Regions from separate parts of the Rattus norvegicus genome. Here region 1 is linked to region 2. A link is a contact called in public Hi-C data. All regions are on one chromosome and are shown on one strand. The core of a region is the stretch at or near the end of the contact, and the rest is flanking DNA. Distances in the headings are between cores, read along the strand shown. Region 1 overlaps Elp3 (elongator acetyltransferase complex subunit 3). Region 2 has its middle 80 kb from the start of Fzd3.

Region 1 (4,516 bases), core at 635-3,134, 390 kb before region 2:
ATGATTTGGGGGAAGTACCCTTCATCACAGCTCCAAGATGTAATGGCAGCAGCAACTCAGGGTTCCCAGATGACCTCCTTCACCTCTAAAACTCCTAGCACTGTTGTCTTCAATACCATTGAATCCCACTTAAGAATGAGCTTGAGGTTGTCCTCTGCTCACTCACCTGCAGGCATGCACAACGCACACCAGTTGTAAACGTGGCTGGGTTATCCGTGCCGTGTACCTGTAATCCCAGCTTTTCTGCTGTAGAGATAGAGAAGGGTCACGTGGAAGCTTAAGGGCCAGCTAGCCTAGTGTGTGTGGCTCAGCAGCACAGGTTAGAGGGCCTTTGCCTTACACAAGTGCCATCACATACACATGTTCATACACGCACAATAACAAATTTAAAAATAAGTAAAAGACTGTAAAATAATTTAGGTAAATAAATCTTCCCAAGCTTATGTACATATAGACCCCTCTTCTCAACACAGGTTTCATATGTTGAAGGTGTGTGTGTGTTTACACATGTGGAGTTCAGCTATAGCTATCTTCAGCATACCTCCTCTATAAGTTTGCTCTGAGCTTTTCCATGTAGGGTTTGAGTCCTGGGCCTCTGTGGAGCAGGCTGGATGAGCATATGGAGAGTTTCTGTGGTACGGCTTTGTCATCAGTCCAAGTGCCCGCAGTCTTGCTGCAGTTCTGGTGCCCCATAGTATTTGACCATAAGTCATCTATTTTTGTTAGAACTTACTCTATTCGGATCACGATGTCTTTGCCCAAAAAAGTCCCCAAGGGAAGAAAGTCTCTACTGCAGATGTCTGGCCAGGGCCAGCATGGGCTTGTTTCTGTTCTTTGCCTCAAGAGGGCACTCTGCTTTTAGTTTAAGAATGGTTCCTCTGACTTGAGTCTTCATTGCAGCAAATTTCCTGAGTGGCTCTTAGGAAGTAATAAAAGTGGAGGGGGCCACCACAACATGGTGCTCCACTCTGCAGCCCGCTCGGCTGCTGTCGCTGCTGTCGGTCTCCCCGTCTCTGTACTTTGTGAGGCAGTGTGAAAAATGCCGCTTTGTGAGCTTTAGTTTGCTTTGTTGAGGTAAATTCTTTGTACGGCTCCCTATAATAAAGTGTTCAGGGGAAATTTTATGTCATTTGAAGTAGCAGTTTCTGAACTAAACTAGAAACAAAATGATTTTTCAGATGTTAGCATCGTTGTGAATTAAAGAACAGCCCAGGAAAACTGGTTTTGGTCTGATGTGTTCTTTTCAGAGCCTGTAGGCAGCCTTTCCTGTCTGTTACCTTGTGAGAGGATGTTTGGAAAATAGATGTTTTGCAGAAGAGCCACCTACTCTGATGGAAGCTGGTTCACTGCAGAGCCTGGCAGGTGTCACCTCCCCACTCAGCTGTGGCACTGAAACCTATTTGCTCAGGATGGTAGGATGTCTGTTTGTCAAGGGGCCATTTTAAACTAGGCCAACATCTTGAGGTAGCAGGTGAGCCACCATTGTTGAAGGTTAAACATCCTTTAGGGCCACACTTTAATTAGTTCATCTGTCCTTTCTTGGTCTTCCTGTGTCTAACCCAAGTGATTAAAGGTTGGTTTGTTGTTCGGTGCCCAGCTCCGAAAAAAAGAAAAAAAAAAAGAAAAAGAAAAAAAGGTTTGGTTTGTTTTTACTTACAAGTTTAGGACTAGATTTTAAACCAGTGTGAGCCTGGTTATTATTTGTGGCCTGTTGATAGCAGGAAGTCTGAAATCTTTGCAGACAGAAAGTGAAGGAACAGGAGGCTGCTCAAGGACAGCACAGGCCTGCCACTGTGAAGGCTGTTGAAGGAAGCCAGTACTGATCACTCAGCCCATCAGCCAGACGGAGCCTTTTCAGGTCTCCAGAGAGCACCAATTACCAATGACTGTCATCCCATAAAACCACCACTTTGGAGAAAGACCACAGTGGGATCTGAGTCACCCATTCACCAGAGTGCGACTGTTGCCAGATAACTCAGAGCAAGCTCTTAATGGAGTTTTATTCCTTTTTAATCAGCTCTGCCCAGAAGCAGTTTTATATTCAGTGTTCCTTGGCTGTTTTCACAAGGTACAATTTAAAAGGGTAGTTACCCATCCAGGAGGCATGAGTCACACTTTTCCCTGTGGAATTTTAAACTCATTTCCATGTCCTGTCGTCCCCTCCCCCCCATCACTGGCTGTAAATTTCCTGTGTCCTTACACATCTTGGGAAAGCTAGGACGCAAGGCAATGCTGGGTACCAAACCCCAAAGTGAATTCCTGTTCTCGCCTAGGCTGTGAAGGAAGCAAAAAGCAGCCTCCAGAGGTCTGGAAGCAACTGGCAGTTTCCACGGTCTTCCCCACGTGCATTGCCATGCATTGTGTAAACTAGCATTCGCTTAGTGTTTTCCCTTTAGGTGAGCAGAACACACACATACTTAACATACCCTTGATTGAATTCGACAGACGTATGTAACAAAACCACTGTTAAGATTCAGAACATGAGGGGTTGGGGATTTAGTTCAGTGGGCCCTGGGTTCGGTCCCCAGCTCCGAAAAAAAAGAAGAAAAAAAAAAGATTCAGAACATGAACAGCTGCAGTGCAATCCAACAAACAGGAGGCAGAAACAGAAGGAGCTCAAATTTGAGGCCAACCTGTGCTTCCTAGTAAGAGCCTGTGAAAGCAGATAAATGATGGAGAGGATTTCTTTCACCAGAGTTACTTTCTTTTCCTCCAGAAAATCCTCACTTTCTCTTCCTAGTATTGGCAATTCTGGTAGTTTTTGTGTTTTTTTTTTTTTTTTTAATTTATTTATTTAATGTGAGTACACTGTTACTTTCTTCAGTCAAGCACACCAGAAGAGGTCATCGGATCCCATTAACAATGGTTGTGAGCCACCACATGGTTGCTGGGACTTGAACTCAGGACCTTTAAAAGAGCAGTCAGTGCTCTTAACCACTGAGCCATCTCTCCAGCCCAGTTTTTGTGTTTTTTAACCCACCATACATGAATTAAACCCACTGTAGAACTTTACATAATGGAGCTGTTAATCATCTAGTCTCCTGTGGAGGGGTCTTTCAGTGACTGTTGCTTGAGGTTCACTAGTGTTGTTCGGTGAATCCAGGGTTGTTCATTTTTAATGCTAAGCAGTGTTCTACTGGGTACATGGACCACAGTTGTGTATGGACCACATTCTGTATCCATTCTTCTGTCTGGATACGGGCTGCTTGCAGCTTTTTATTAATACAACCCTTACCATTTTTGTACAAGTCTTTTCGTGATTAAGTGTATGTATTGCTCTTGGGTAGTAAGCGGAATTGCTAGGCTTGTTAGTGTTTCCATGGGAAATGGCTAGCCATTTTTCTGGGATGATTGTGCTGTCTGTACTCCTAGCACTCATGGGTGAGTGCTTGGTGCTTCTGCATTCCTCCCAGAGCACGCTGCTGTCAGTCCTTTTAATTTTAGCCATTCTGGTGGGTGTGTGACGGCATCTATTGTGGTTTTAATTTGCATTTTCCTGATGACTAATGTCATTGAACACTTGAGTGTTTGCTTGTGCCCTCTGATTGTATTTCCTTTGTGATTTTTTTTCTATTTTTTTGTTGGGCTGTTACATGTCCTTGATTCGAGAACCCAGTCTGTACCTTGGCTATTTATTCTATTGATGATCTCTTAGGGCAGAATTAAGATGACCAAACTTTTTCTTTCTTACCAATGCTTTCTGTATTGTAACTATTAAACCATCACATAGTCCCAGGGCACAGGGTTAGTCTCCTGTGTTGTCTTGTAATTAAAATTTCGGGTTTTACATTTCACTTTCTGATCCCCTTTAAATTAATTTCCATATACTGTGTGAGGTAGGAGTCAAGGCTTATTTTTTCCAGTATGGAGGCTGAATTGTTTTAAGATGATTTCTTTAAAAACTCACCTTTCCCATTTGGAGTTTATCAATTCTTTGTTCCTGTAGCTTGACTGAAGCAGCTCTGGGATAAAAACTAGATTTTTAGGTTTTTTGGGTTTTTTTGTTTGTTTTTTGTTTTTCGGAGCTGGGGACCAAACCCAGGGCTCTACCACTGAGCTAAATCCCCAACCCATTAGATTTTTAGTTCTTATGGAATCTCTAACCTAATGCAAATCACCTTTTCTATTTCCAAGAGGGACGGTAGGTGGGAAGATCACTAGAGGCTATGGGAAGGGAGCGAGTCCTCCTTTATCCTGCTACACCTGATTCATTTATTCATTCTTCATGCTCATTTCTTCAGTTTGATTGGAAGAGTTAGTGCTGACCTCCTAAGCTATTAGACACTAAACATTGTTGGACCTGCTGGGAGTTCCCTGTTTAAAAGGAGGGACAGGCATATCCATAAATAACAGATAAACTTTGTAGTGTGGATGCACACAGAGCTCATACCAAGGACTCTGGGAACATGTCACTGAAGGAGAGATGGCTTTGAGCAGAGTTGAAGACTGGGTGGCAGCGTCCCTGCCGCCTTCCTAAGGCATTCCTCTAGCTGTGGCAGGAGAACCAGAGACAGGA
Region 2 (4,429 bases), core at 1,034-3,533:
AAGGTGGCCTCTAGTTTTTCCTAAAAAAAGTATGCTCCATTCACTTGCTCCTTCCCTTCAATTGCATTAAAGGATATTTCAGAAGTTATGCAGAGGTTTGACTCACTCTTGTTTGGCCATCTCAATTCAATATTCTTAAAAGAGAATTATACTCTGCTAAAATATTTATATAAAGAAAGTAGTCCTTAGCAGCATATGCTAATCAGCTAGTTTCAAGTCTCTCAGAAGCAGTGACTCAGACTGCATGGCAGTGCTTACTCCCTCCCCTCACCCCCAGTGGTGCCCGGTCCATAGTCCCAGGACCTGTAAACAGTCTACCTCATCTGGCAGAGAGACAGTTCTGGTTTGCTTGTCTGCTGCTGTGGTCAATGCCATAACCAAATAGCTTGAAGAGGAAAGAGTTTATTTCTGCTTCCAGGTCCACAGTCTGTCATCAAAGGAAGTCAGGGAAGGAATTTGACACACAAACCATGGAGGAATGCTGCTTACTGGCTTGCTCCCAGGTTCACATTCAACAATCTTTTCTTAAGCAGCCTAGGCCCACCTGCCTCGAGAGATATCACCCACAGGGCTGGGTCCTTATATATCAGTTAGCAATAAAAACAAATGCCCTACAGACATGTCCATAGCAATCCCTCCATTGAGGTTTCTCCTTCCAGGTCTGTCATTGAAAATCAAGATTACCTTTCACAGGGTCTTTGCAAATATGACTGGAGAGACAGTCTGGAGTATCAGAGGGATCCCAGTCTGGTCAACATGATTTGGTAAAAATCACAGGATGTTCTTGGCCTTGTAGAGAGTAAAAAAGATGTCATATTGCAAGGACTTACTCTACTGTCTCTGACTTTAAAGATAGAAGAAGGTTGCCCTGGATGCACTGGGAACAGCTTTCAGTGACAGTTAACAAGGATGAGGAATAAAGTCACCCCCACCCTAATCTCCAGAATGGAACTGCTGGCACCTCACTTAGGCCCCCTAAGACCTTCAACGTTAGAGCTACAGAACTATACCACAGCTAATGTGAGTTGTTGAACCCCTGTGGTGGTGATGATCTGTTAGGACAGCAGTAGAAGATATACCTGATTTCTACAAGCTGTAAAGCATTCAGTGAATGAGTAATGAGAAGTGGTCCAAGGAATCCATTAAGAATGGGACAGTTCATAGAGCTGGCCAGTTGGCAGTGATGCTAGCAGTTGACAGGATGGAAATTGAGTAAGAACAACTGGTCCCCTGGGCCTTTTAATCCACCAAAACTAAATCCGTTTCTATTCCATTGTGTTCATATCTTGAAACTTGAGTTCTTCATACTTTCCTTCAAAACTGCTCCGTTTCCTCTCTGGTCGTCTAGTCAAGCATGTGTCCTCATCAGCATGCATTGTCACCGCAAATCCAGCCACGTGGGGAGGAGGTCAGGCCTTAGGAAAATACTGAGACCTTAGAAGAGAACACAGCTCTGATACCTGGTCTCTGTGTACTCCCAGGTAGTAGTCACAAGAGAGAATTATATGTGAAGCCATTTATTTAAAAAAGCAGAACCGGGGCTGGGGATTTAGCTCAGTGGTTAGAGTGCTTACCTAGGAAGCGCAAGGCCCTGGGTTCGGTCCCCAGCTCCGAAAAAAAGAACCAAAAAAAAAAAAAAAAATTAGATAAAAAAGCAGAACCCACAGTCAGAAACTTGTGTTTTGAAATATTTGGACACAGGAAGCTCTTGGCTAAGGTCCATAATGAGTCACCATCATCTGCTCCTCAACCGGAGACTTAATGCTTCATCCTCTCCATGTCTGTAGATTGCTCAGTCTAACATCAGATGGGACTCCTGGGCATTCTTCAGCCCCCAAATACTATTAGATGAACTGCTGTGTCGTAAATACACTAGACATATCCAAACACTGTACATGAGACGGATCAGCGAATCATATGTATTTTAGGAATTTTTTTGATAGCAGACTTGTTAGAAAATTGTTTGCTAAATATGGGAAATAAATGAATGCGCTAAGTCTGGAGGCAGCTTCTGCTTTCCCATATGTCCAGACGGAGAGGAGTTGTCTCTAACAACAGATTGGACATGGTTGAGCCCGTTTAAAGGAACTGTGGTGATGCATGTCTGTGCCAGCCATCGGTGGAGGGCAGCTGTCGGTCAAAGACCATCTGAATGAGCCTGTCATAATGACAAGGCCAAGTCCTGGGGGAGGATGAGCATTTCTGAAAATCCCCAGGGCCACAGGCTGTAGGAAATTGCTTCCTTCCTGGAGCCTTCACTCTAGTTAAAGTTGATTAACAAATCCAGAGGCACTCAAGAGAGCAAGCTGAATCCTCCCATGTAAAAGCCCTTCCTCCGCCTCCTCCAGTTCACGGATAGTTGTTTCCCAGAAACAAGATGGAATCAAGTAGGAGTCTGTTTTAGCTGACATCCTTTTGGGTTTCTTTAGAGGGAAGGGTCATATTTATATTATTTTTTCTTGTCTGTAGGTGAGTTATTTGGGGAAATGTTTCAAGTCTCTATGACTATTCAGCTACATATATTCATTCATTCACCTACTCCATACTCCATGAGGTAAAACTGGTTAGAAAAAGAAAATGGTAGTTTCGACAGTTTCTTGCAAAGCTACATTGTAATGAGTACGCTTCCTACACTTAGCACTATACACCGCTTTTCCCAAAGTTGGTGGGGGCGCAAATGTGGAAGAAACCAGTTTTGCCATAAGGAATGAGTGTACAAAGAACGTTATAGAATATAAATGATGAGAGATTAAATCAGCAATTATTTTTTGATAAAGTATTAGTTGCTGCCAGGGGAGGAGGGATGGGATGGGGGTTTGTGGAGGGCAAACTAGGAAAGGGGACAACATTTGAGATGTAAATGAATAAAATATCCAATAAAAATATAATTTAAAAAAAGTGTTGGTTGCTGGGACTATGGTGTGTTAGTTGGTTCCTGTTGCTATAACAGAACACTTGAGGCTGGACAGTTTATAAGGGGGCTTCTATGGGATACAGTTCTAGAAGGTGAAAGTCCCAAACTGGATGGCTGTATATGCCTGGCACTTGGATGACGGCCCAGTGTTGCTCCATCTGTGGAAATAAAGCAAGAAGCAAGGAGACACATGCAAAGAAATCTCTTATTGATCTTAATATGTGTGCATGAGTGTCTTCCCTACGTGCATGTTAAATATACCATGCGTGTGCCTGGTGCCCACAGAGATCAGATGTAGAAAGCCTCTGAGGACCTCAGAAGAAGAGTTACAGCTGCTATGTGGGTGCTAGGAAGTCAGTCAGAGGCCTATGGATCAGTAATCCATGCTTGTACTCACCGAGCTGCCTCTCCAGTTCCAACATGGAGTGTCCATGTGCATGTCCGTGTGTGTGTGTGTGTGTGTGTGTGTGTGTGTGTGTGTGTGTGTGTGTGTGTCCATGTGCCATCCACCTCGTTGAAGCCTGCAGGGTCTCTGTTGTTTCTGTCATTCTTTGCCTTACATCACCCATCTCACCTTGGGAGTACTGGGATTGCAGACACACTACAATCCAACTTTTCATGTGGGCTTCAGGGATCAGACTGAGGTCATCAGGGTCACTCAGCAAAGGCTCTGCCCACTGACCCATCCCTCCAGCCATCACATAATCCTTTCACATTGCGTTCAAGCCTTACAGGGGGCGTGCAGAACACTAGAGGGGGAAAGCTGCCATAGCAGAGCCAGTTAAGTCACAAAGGAACAGCGCTTTACTGAAGACTTCCTTCTGCACAGCAACAGAGGACAGGAATATCTCTTCTTCATTTGCTGAGCAGAAAACTATACTGTACATAAGATCTGTAAACAGCAAATGTGTCCCTTAACAAGTGACAAAATCTAGGTCTGAATAGTCAAGGACTCTGGCCACCTACCCCAGACCCGTCCCTTGGCTCTTCTTTTTATTGAAGTGGAAGAATATAACTGCACCAATCCCACCGTTAGCATAACAAGACGAGCTTGTGGCATAGGAGAGAACCGTATTTTATAGGAGACAGTTCTGTTGCAGAGCTGCCAAGCTGCAATGCCAGGGTGTCCAAAGGAGTCAGGGACGGTGAGTGGGGCCTTGAGAACCTAGGAACATTAGACCGATCATAACAGATGGAGAAGACTCCAGACAGAGACTGGATCAGTGATCAGATATGCCACATTCTATGCCTGACCTCTAAATAGCAGTAGATCCCAGTCTGAGTGTTCAGGAAGGGAGGTCAGAGCTACACCAGTTGGGAGAGGAGACACAAGCACATACAGATGATACTTAATAGCTAGTAGCATCACATAAAGACAAAGAATCCAGAAACTCATTCCTGGACACCACCACTGGGGAGTTGGGAACATGAGGAGAGGAGGAGAAGGATCATCCACATGTGCAGCAAAGTGAGTGACAAGTTTGCCAAACAGGAGCATGACTCCATGACTCCTGC

Evidence for each region. Hi-C and Micro-C count contacts between places; a contact is called where the count stands out from the background.
Region 1: a Hi-C map of frontal cortex shows a contact between it and region 2, with 1.9 times the contacts expected there. The contact joins two enhancer-like sites. A contact is called at or near these places in 2 of 12 Hi-C or Micro-C datasets (Schwann cells and frontal cortex).

The regions. Positions count from the first base shown.
Region 1 is chr15:43,967,214-43,971,729 of GRCr8, reverse strand. All of the region lies in intron 7 of Elp3 (elongator acetyltransferase complex subunit 3), which reads left to right. Among named protein-coding and RNA genes, the nearest start is that of Elp3, 23 kb to the left of the region's middle. Within about 2 kb of position 1,884, at least 8 of the 93 cell types and tissues checked have an H3K27ac peak or open chromatin away from gene starts, as enhancers often do.
Region 2 is chr15:43,581,700-43,586,128 of GRCr8, reverse strand. No RefSeq gene overlaps it. Among named protein-coding and RNA genes, the nearest start is that of Fzd3, 80 kb to the left of the region's middle. Within about 2 kb of position 2,283, at least 14 of the 93 cell types and tissues checked have an H3K27ac peak or open chromatin away from gene starts, as enhancers often do.